Regions from separate parts of the Zea mays genome. Here region 1 is linked to region 2. A link is a contact called in public Hi-C data. All regions are on one chromosome and are shown on one strand. Each heading gives the region's core, a stretch centred on a gene start, on an enhancer-like site or on the middle of the called end of the contact. The rest is flanking DNA. Distances are from core to core; before and after follow the strand shown.

Region 1 (5,481 bases), core at 1,019-3,518, 560 kb before region 2:
ATCAGAGACTGAATTTTCCCAAAAGGAGAAGCTTACAATTGCAGTGATCGGACAGAAATGTTGAGAAAATCGTTCGATGCACACAATGGCACACCAGAGGGGACACAGAGATTGGAGTAGAAAACAGTACTATTATTTTCAGTGTCTTCAGTACATATACATGTTCTGGATTGCATACTTGGTTTTTTTTTCCGTTCACGTTGACGGATGAGAGGCAGCAACCGGTTCTATCGTCGTGGTCCTCATCAGGTAGTCGTATGCCACCTGTTCGGCTGCTCGGCTGGCAGCTTCTCTAGCCTCGCGTTGTCGTGATCAGGGTGGAACGACCACCGGGCACGAAGGCTTCTGTCTACACGGGTCGACTCGGCGGCGCCTTAACTTTGGTGAGGCTGACAGTGACTAATTTTAGTGGTGACAGTGACGGTGCAACATGAACCAGCCGTGCGGCGCGGTACACCTGCACCATGGATCTGTCTCGTTCGCTGATTATATTCTCCCCAATGATCTTCCATTCTTCCCAGAACTTGTAGGCCACGGATGACGACCGGTCCAATTAATCAGTAACAAAAAAAAGTTTCAGAAGCGGCGGTGTTAAGAATCCAGAAGAGAATCAGATGTATTGTTCAGAATAAATACACTACCAAAACCTCCTGAATCAACCAGCGTATGCCTACCAGATTTTCGGGACAAGCAAACATATATATAGGCTCAATCCGAAGTGTCATTAAACAAAGCATCAAGAGCGGCAGCAAGCCGCTGGGTTGCACATGGTCACGAACATGCAGCACGGGAAACGAGTCATTTTGATACTCTTTTCATTTCGTTTTAATTGTCGCTGGATAGTAACTATCCAGCGACAACTAAAAAGAAATTGAGGGAGTACATATTTTACTGCCTGCACACTGAACCATCGTCAGCATGAAGGTGTTTACCAGCTGCTCGTCAAGGGGCACAATTTATATCAGTTCTATTCTGTGTGTAAGAAAGAAGTGGCCCAGAGCAACATACGTCAAAATTACTGCACGATACATCTGGCAGTATCCCCTTTTGGTCTGCAGGAGATTTCAAAGAACATGTGTGTACACATCGCATTTCATAGAACGACTGTTCACATGTTTTTGAGCCCAAGGTAGCACCAATCATAAATCACAGTTGCTCTCAGAGATACATGCGCATCTTATTCTCTTGTAGTATCACAATTACAGATTGAATAACTGGAGCACAATAAAGAGAGCTCACAAGTTGGGTAACAGAGATATAGACCACAACACTTGGTTACCCATTGCCGCTTATGCCATGTCAGACAATCCACATGAGAAAAAAAATACTGATTTCGACTCAACTGTGCAGGCCCGCCTGGCACAACCAGATGCTCTAAGCAAGGGTGTAGTATTCCCTCTCGTGCTGGTCAGAGTCGAGAGCAACAAGGACATAGATCGCGTAGATGATTCCGGGGACGTAGCCAAGGATTGTGAGCAGCAGGCAGATGCAGAACTCTATCTGTTAAGAAGACAAGAAAGCGTACCGTCAGTATGTTCCAGGGATAGTAAAATGTCATCAACAGAGTTACCACGACAAAAACAGACAATTGTATATGTCACTGCTCCATCCCACGCTGAGTTTCATTCATGGTTCAGATTAGTCAAATTAGTTGTCTGATTTACCCACTCCTTCCCATCAGGAGAAAAATTGTGGTTGCGAAATGGATGCTGCTGGCTTGTCCTATAACAGAGCATCACTGTCACATCACATCAACGTAATGGGCTTCTGAGGGCTACGGAAACATCAAACATGAATTTATGACCTAGTCAAATGGCCAACACGGGAACGAAGCAGATCAGGTACTACAGTTTATGCAGGGATCTACGAGGGCACGGCATAAGATTCAGAGGCAGTTCATCGTTTGACGCCCCTATATTTTGGAATTCAGACCAAGCACGGTCCGAATACGCTTGGAGCCGAACAATCCGCCTACTGAAACCTAGCCCGAAGCTAGGCAGGCTCGCGGGGGCAAACGGGCCGTGAAATCAACTAGCTAGGAATCAACGAGCAGGTCCGCGCCAAGAGGCGTGCGCACGGAGCATCATCGGATCATGGGGTGACCGGTGGCGAAGGGAAGGAAGGGAAGGGGGGCTTACTCTGCAGCAGCCGAATCGGAGGAAGACGCCGAGGGGCGGGAGGATGATGGCGAAGAGGATCTCCAGGAAGGTGCAGCAGCGGCCGTCCGCCATCGCGATCTCAAAGCTGGTCGGGATCGGGACGGATGGTTGTGGAGGCGTGGAGCCCGGGGATCTATCCCTCCTCTGTCCCTCTTTCCTCGCTCCTGAGTGGATTTCGTTTTCTGAAAGAAGAAAACGCGAGCGGGTTTCGTCTCCGTTTCACTTTACGTCTTTACCGGTCGGGCTCGGGTAGGGAAACAGCGAGGCGGACAGCCGGACACGCGGGGTCTCGTGCCGTGCGCACCGCGGAACTCTCCAGTGTCCCGGCACGTGTCTGTCCACCGGTGGTGGGCCGCGGAACACTCCATGGCCCGTCACGGACCGTGATTGTAGATGTCGAGTCAAACACGATCCGTCGTTTTCCTTCCCCTCCGTCCTAATCCATCTCGTTTTTTTCTAGTGGAAATTAGAAAGGCAGTGACGAAGCATTTTGATACTCCGTAGAGTATTATATATTAGGTTTTCTACTTATCATAGCTCAACTTCGTATCTCCATCACTCTCTTTTTTTTTTACTTTAATAACTTTCACAGGCAGTTGGCAGTTGCATCGTAAAGCTAAGACTATGTTAATAAGCTATCCGGGGCTCGTTTGGAAAAAGGGAGTTTTTTTTTTGAAATGGGGGATATATTAATTTTAAGTTTATACAATGAGTTGTAAGTTTTTGAAAACACATCTTCCGGCCTCTGTTACGTAGGAACACACAGCCAGAAGAGAGATTATTTTAGTTATTGACTCATGGACAATTGAAACAGGTTTGTGTGAGTCAGTTGGGTGCACCTAGCTCATACTGCGTCCAGTCAGTCTAATGAACGAGTCAAGCGCTTTGTGGGAATGGACATGATCCTCGCCATCAGGTAGGATGCAGGCAAGGTGAGAATTTTCGAACCGTGTTCAGTTTTGAGTCTTCGTGTCAGTTCATTCAGGGCACCCTGAGAAAGTCCGTCTCTCAACAATACCAGCACGTCTTTATCTCGGTTACAAATCCTCCTTTGCTACAGTTCATTATATCATAATTAAACCTTCATCTAACAGGGCGACCTCGTCTTGTTTTACTTATTTCAGAAATAGTGCTTGCTTCCTCTTATTCCTCTTTTCCTTTTATGCATATTTGATTTCTCGCTTTCCTTGTGTTGGGCACCAAAATAAGAGGCCGGACGGTCCGCGCAAGCGCAGAACAGATTAGGGTTCCGAGTTTCTTGCTATGTTTGTTGGCGAGAATCTCGGGATAAGCTCGGAAATTAGTTTGTAAAGGGTCCAGCCCCCTCCTCTATAAATAGAGAGGCATACGGCCGATTTGTAATCATCAATCGAACCTTCAATCAATATAATTTACATTTTATCCTATGAATAGTTCTAGTCTAATTTAGGTTTAGTCTTCCAATCCCCAAATCCTCCGCTTCTCTTCGACTTCACGTCGATTAGAGGAGTCTAGGTCGGTCTACCCGAGCCTAAACATCACCTAGGATCTCTCCTCCCCGATGGGGTCCCTCCTGGGAGCGAGATCCAGATGCCGCCGACGATCCTCTGTCGCCCCTGCGTACGCGCGGACCGTCCGGCCGTCAGGCAGGGAACCCTAGCCTCGCGATAGCGCCTGACCAGAGAGCACCGCCGCTGGTTCTTGTTGAAGTGTTTGGCGCCCCAAAAGGTGTCAACACACTTTTTGGCGACTTCGCTGGGGACCACATATCTAGACCCATCAAATCGACCCTCAATGGCCGGTTCAAGGGATAGCTCTGAAGTCTCCCACAGCAACATTATAGAGCCGACTTGGGAAACCTTGCCGGCCGACGAACAGCTTCAGTTCGAGGAGCACAAAGAGCGGATGATCTAGGAGGCAAAAACAAAGTTCTTGGCTAACTTCAAAGTGGACAGGAACAACAAGGTCGTCCGACAGCGGCCGGCGGATCCGGCTTCGCTCCGACTCACATCAGATATCCCCAATGTAAGTAATACAAACGAACTGCAATCTCTTAAGAATTATGTAGATGAACAACGAGAGCAAATGCAAAATATCATAGGGGGTATGTGTCGAAGAGGAAATCTCTAGCCAGGTGGCGGAACGCACCCGCCCTAAATCCTAAGATGAGGAGGGGGCCTAAGCGTTTTGCCTGTCTGCTAGATGGTCGATGAAAGCACGAGAGCACACAAGAGTTTTAGAGTGGTTCAGGCCGCCGGAGCGTAAAACCCTACTCCACTGTGTGTAGTATTGAGTATGAGAGTCTAAGTTGGTCTGCCTTGTAACGTTGTGTGCCTTCCCTTTTATAGCCCAAGGGAGGCACATACAAGGTTGCTGAGCCCCGACATGTGGGCTCAGGGACATAATGGAAGAAATACATGGAGCAACTAATGCAGGTGACACCTGAGAGATCTTCTGGCCCCAGATATCCGCAGCCCGCGCAGTGTTGATACACAACGGTAGCTTCCTTGGTGCGTATGAGTGATGATGAGTATAGTGCATGTGACAGCATGGGCGTGCCGCCTGCCAATGGAATGGACAGGCATGCCGCCTGCCAGCGGAATGGATAGGTCTCATTAAATGCTGAGGTGGCACACTGCTTGCCAGTGGAATGAATAGGTCGCTGCCTGACAGCAGAACGGACAGGCCTCATTAAATGCCGAGGGGACACCTCGCCTGTCAGCGGAATGGTCAGGCGGCGCGCCTTATCCGCAATAAATGCAGGGGCCACGTAACCCGGAGGCCTTACGTCAGGCACGACCTGCTAGCTTACATCATGCGCAGTAGGCCACGTGGCAGCATCGGGTCTCCGTCTGGGCGGGGAGCAGAAGCGTGTGCGGAGAGGTCCGCACCAGACTAGGTTTGGACACGTGTCGGTACCGGACCCCCGCCTGGGTCCTGTTCAAGGTCCGGGTATGCTCTGTCCTGGGATCTTGGGACCCCTCTGTGGGCGGCCCGGACCCCATACCGGGGGGGGGTCCGGCTTGCACACGTGGAGGTCTTGGACCAACCTTGGGGGCCCGGACTGTATATTCGGGGGTCCGAGACCAACCTTGGGGGTCCAGACTGTATATCCGGGGGTCCGGCGCTCTCCCGTGGGGGTGCGGACCACTGTTGACGCCTTGGAGTATACCACCTTCTCTGGACACGTGGCGGCTTCGGACCCACCCACGTGGTGGAGTCGGGCGCTGCTGTGGACCCAGAATAGCCGCCTGTGATTGGGGCGAGCCGTGTCTTGGTCCCACACACAGTACTTCTACCACACAACTAAGGGATAGCCGCGTGGGTTCTTCGTCTTTGTACA
Region 2 (5,209 bases), core at 2,484-4,983:
AAGATTTTAGTTCTACAACCTTAGCATGCAACATATCATTCTTAGTTCTAAGGTCGGAAATAGTAGTATTGCAAACATCAAAATCCTTAGCCTTAGCAATCAAATTTTCATTTTCTATTCTAAGGTTAGCAAGAGAATCATTCAATTCCTTAATCTTGGCAAGCAAATCATCATTATCATTTTTAAGATTGGGAATTGAAGCATCATAAACATGAGAATCAACCTTAGCAATTAATCTAGCATTTTCATTTCTAAGGTTGTCAATAGTCTCACGGCAGGTGCTTAGCTCACTATACAATTTTTCACATTTTTCAACTTGTAGAGCATAAGCATTTTTGACCTTAACATGCGTTTTGTTTTCCTTAATAAGGAAGTCCTCTTGAGAGTCCAAGAGATCATCCTTCTCATGAATAGCACTAATCAATTCATTTAATTTTTCTTTTTGTTGCATGTTTAGGTCGGCAAAAAGGGTACGCAAATTATTTTCCTCATCACTAGCATTATCATCACTAGAGGATTCATATTTAGTGGAGGATTTAGATTTAACCTTCTTCCTTTTGCCGTCCTTTGCCATGAGGCACTTGTGGCCGACGTTGGGGAAGAGGAGTCCCTTGGTGACGGCGATGTTGGCGGCGTCCTCGTCGGAGGAGGACTCGGTGGAGCTCTCGTCGGAGTCCCACTCCCGGCAAACATGGGCATCGCCGCCCTTCTTCTTGTAGTACTTCTTCTTTTCTCTCCTCTTTCCCTTCTTGTCGTCGCCCCTGTCACTGTCACTAGATATAGGACATTTTGCAATAAAATGACCGGGCTTACCACATTTGTAGCACACTTTCTTGGAGCGGGGTTTGTAGTCCTTCCCCCTCCATTGCTTGAGGATTTGGCGAAAGCTTTTGATGATTAAAGTCATTTCCTCATTGTCGAGCTTGGAGGCGTCAATTGGTTGTCTACTTGGTGTAGACTCCTCCTTCTTCTCCTCCGTTGCCTTAAATGCCACCGGTTGTGCTTCGGACGTGGAGGGTTCGTCAAGCTCGTTGATCTTCTTTGAGCCCTTGATCATACATTCAAAGCTCACAAAATTCCCGATAACTTCCTCGGGGGTCATTAGTGTGTATCTAGGATTACCACGAATTAATTGAACTTGAGTGGGGTTAAGGAAAATGAGAGATCTTAGAATAACCTTAACCACCTCGTGGTCATCCCACTTCTTGCTCCCGAGGTTGCGTACTTGGTTCACCAAGGTTTTGAGCCGGTTGTACATATCTTGTGGCTCCTCCCCTTGGCGAAGACGAAAACGACCGAGCTCCCCTCGATCGTTTCCCGCTTGGTGATCTTGGTGAGTTCATCACCCTCGTGTGCGGTCTTGAGAAGGTCCCAAATCTCCTTTGCATTCTTCAACCCTTGCACCTTGTTGTATTCCTCCTTGCTTAGAGAGGCAAGGAGTATGGTTGTGGCTTGGGAGTTGAAGTGCTCGATTTGGGCCACTTCGTCCGTATCATAGTCTTCATCCCCTACGGATGGTACCTGTGCTCCAAACTCAACAACATTCCATATACTTTTGTGGAGTGAGGTTAGATGAAATTTCATTAAATCACTCCACCTAGCATAGTCTTCGCCTCAAAGGTTGGCGGTTTGCCTAATGGAACGGAAAGTAATGGAGTAGATCTAGATGTACGAGGATAGTGTAGGGGGATCTTACTAAACTTCTTGCGCTCTTGGCGCTTAGAAGTTATGGACGGCGCATCGGAGTCGGAGGTCGATGTTGATGAAGTGTCGGTCTCGTAGTAGACCACTTTCCTCATCCTCTTGTGCTTGTCGCCTTTCCGATGCGACTTGTGAGAAGAAAATTTTTCCTTCTTCTCTTTGTGGTGAGAAGAGGAAGATCTTTTCTCCTTCCGTTTGGAGGAGTCCTTCTTCTTTTCCTTCCTCTTGGTGCGGGACTCTTCCGATGAAGTGCTCCCTTGGCTTGTAGTGGGCTTGTCGCCGGTCTCCATCTCCCTCTTGGTGTGATCTCCCGACATCACTTCGAGCGGTTAGGCTCTAATGAAGCACCGGGCTCCGATACCAATTGAAAGTCGCCTAGAGGGGGGGTGAATAGGGTGAAACTGAAATTCTCAAAAATAATCACAACTACACGTCGGGTTAGTGTTAGAAATATAATCGAGTCCGCGAGAGAGGGTGCAAAACAAATCGCAAGCAAGTAATGAAGTGAGACACGCGAATTTGTTTTACCGAGGTTCGGTTTTTGCAAACCTACTCCCCGTTGAGGAGGCCACAAAGGCCGGGTCTCTTTCAACCCTTACCCTCTCTCAAACGGTCCCTCGGACCGAGTGAGCTTTCTCTTCTCAATCACTTGGAACACAAAGTTCCCACAAGGACCACCACAAGATTGGTGTCTCTTGCCTCAATTACAAGTGAGTTTGATCGCAATGAAAGAATCAAGAAAGAAGAAAGCAATCCAAGCGCAAGAGCTCGAAAGAACACAAGCAAATCTCTCTCTCTAATCACTAGGACGTTATGTGGAATTTGGAGAGGATTTGATCTCTTGAGTGTGTCTAGAATTGAATGCTAGAGCTCTTGTAAGTAGTTGGGAAGTGGAAAACTTGGATGCGATGAATGGTGGGTGGTTGAGGGTATTTATAGCCCCAACCACCAAACTAGCCGTTTTGGTGAGGCTGTCTGTTCGATGGCGCACCGGACATGTCCGGTGCGACAGCCACGTCACCAAAGACGTTGGGTTCCGACCGTTGGAGCTCTGACCTCTGGGCCCGCCATGATGTCCGGTGGCGCACCGGACATGCGCTGTAGATTGTCCGGTGCGCCAGCATGGGCGTGTTTGACCACTGCGCGCGCAGCGCGCGCATTTAATGCGTCGCAGGTAGCCGTTGGCGCCGAAATAGCCGTTGCCCCGCTGTTACACCGGACAGTCCGGTGTACACCGGACAGTCCGGTGAATTATAGCGGAGCAGCTTCAATAAATTCCCGAGGCTGGCGAGTTCCGGAGGCCGCTCTTCCTTGGAGCACCGGACATGTCCGGTGTACACCGGACAGTCCGGTGAATTATAGCGGAGTCGCCTCTGGAAATTCCCGAAGGTGACGAGTTCGAAGTTTGAGTCCTCTGGTGCACCGGACATGTCCGGTGGCACACCGGACAGTCCGGTGCGCCAGACCAGAGATGCCTTCGGTTGTCCCTTTGCTCTTTGGTTGAACCCAATACTTTGTCTTTTTATTGGCTAAGTGTGAACCTTTAGCAGCTGTATAACTTATGCACTAGAGCAAACTAGTTAGTTCAAATATTTGTGTTGGGCAATTCAACCACCAAAATTAATTAGGGACTAGGTGTAAGCCTAATTCCCTTTCAGTATCCCTCCAACAACACAATTATGCAAAGATATGTTCAAAAAGGAGTTGCTCCTTATCACATATAAAATGAGAGATCAGTTAACATAAGACATTATAACCTGGTTACAAGCATTGTAAACTAACCCCCTTACTCCCCTTGCTCTGTAAATTCTTGCTCTAAAATAAAAATACTGTAGGAAATCCTACAATAAGTTAAGTAAAAAAAGTAAGCAAAACATTATACATCATCTAACAGATGCCTATTCGGATTGGGGATTTGGAGGGCTAACTTTGGTATGGAAATATAACACAACACGATGGCTGCAATCACTGGGATAGTCATTCATCGTACAGGGGCCCATATCTTTACAGGGTTGAGCCTCATATCGGAATGCGGCTGGGGCCTGAAATGGATAGAGATTTTACCGAACCCAGCCCAGTTTCTCCCAGGTCTGGCTGGTGGTGGCGATTGGCGAGTGACTCGTGTGACTCGGCGAGGCCTACATAGCGAGGCACGCCTCCTGCAGTCCTCCTCCTCGTCTAGTCATCTCTCCTCCCCCTCTCATCAGACATCAGAGCCCTTCTTCCTCCGCCTCCCCTTCACCCCCATCTCGCCATACGCTTATCGCCCATCCCCTGATCACCAGCCGCCGCCGCCACCGCCTCGATCCCGTCCGATCCAATCCGGTACGTGTGTCGATCCGTCACCTGATTCTCTCGTCGGGCTGTACCAGATCGGATTAAGGCGTCGTGACCATCTGATCTTACGACTCAGCGCATAGGAGTTTTTCGTTGGTTGTTTGTTGATTCGTCCAAGCTTCACGATTCTTACAATACCCTTTTCTGAATTTTCCAGGTTTTTTCCTTGATAATGCGCGTGGCAACCTTGTCAGTTCAATCCGTCCGTGAAGAACTTATCCTTATTTTCGTTTGCATCGCATCGCTTCTGCGTTTGGGGGAAAAAGGGCCGCGTCCTTGATGTCTACTATCGCGACCCCGCCGCCGCCATCGGCGGCGCAAGAGAAGGCCGCCAGCCGGAATAAGCGAAAGTACCGTGCCGAGACACCATCCACGGAGTTGGGCCCATTCGGGCTGGAGTACCCACTGACGACGGACTGCGTGGGATTCGAGTTTATGTCGCCCGAGAAGGTTGCCATGGCAGCCGCGGTAGCCGCCGCTGAGGGTGTCAGCCTTGACCTCCTCCAGAACTCGTGCGAAAACTGCAAGGATCTCCACCCTACTGCGGAGGACTTGTTGGAGTGCCAGCGATATGTGAATTGGGGTGACCCAAATGAGATGCAGCTGGAGGAGATCCTTCTCAAGAGTCTGGACACCACCTTTGACAATAGTGTGAGTCTGATCACCACAATGGGCTACTCTGAGGCGGCCGCACGTGCTGCTATTATGCGGACAGCTGCGCAATACGACTGGAGGGAGAGCCTTGCTGGGTTTGGAGAGGCGGCGGTTGAGGTTCTCAAGACGGAAGGGGACATGTTGCCAAGGGAGGGTGCCTCTGTTGAAGACATGAGGAAGATTGAGGAGGCTGTGCTTGGCAGTATGGTTACGTTGGTAACTGAGGCTCAGCCATTCAACACCCCAGGCGATGTAATGTATTGCTTGCTTATGTCGGATATGAATGTGGCAAATGCATGTGCCATGGACTATAACAGTTTCTCCCTCCCAGCTGTGTCTGCTCAAGTTATTGCCCAACCAGTCGCGGGAAACTACGAACCCGGTTCAGGTTCAAATTTGTCAGTTTCTATTACCAACCCGCAGACTGGCGTTACTTTCCGTGGAAAACTTACCCCAGTGCCACCTGGCTCGTATGGTGCTATAAAAGCTGATTCATCAACGGCACAAGCAAGCCCGA

Evidence for each region. Hi-C and Micro-C count contacts between places; a contact is called where the count stands out from the background.
Region 1: a contact with region 2 is called in a Hi-C map of tassel, with 2.5 times the contacts expected there. The contact joins the promoter of LOC100303875 here to the promoter of LOC103647645 in region 2. A contact is called at or near these places in 2 of 25 Hi-C or Micro-C datasets (ear and tassel).

The regions. Positions count from the first base shown.
Region 1 is chr2:205,003,348-205,008,828 of Zm-B73-REFERENCE-NAM-5.0, reverse strand. It overlaps LOC100303875 (Hydrophobic protein RCI2B), which reads right to left and starts at 2,268. Exons shown (of 2, transcript NM_001320456.1): 1 at 2,139-2,268; 2 at 1,161-1,500. The coding sequence starts at 2,231. The coding sequence ends at 1,375.
Region 2 is chr2:204,448,098-204,453,306 of Zm-B73-REFERENCE-NAM-5.0, reverse strand. LOC103647645 (putative E3 ubiquitin-protein ligase RF298) reads left to right here and starts at 3,733. Exons shown (of 3, transcript XM_008672149.2): 1 at 3,733-4,026; 2 at 4,196-5,209. The coding sequence starts at 4,318.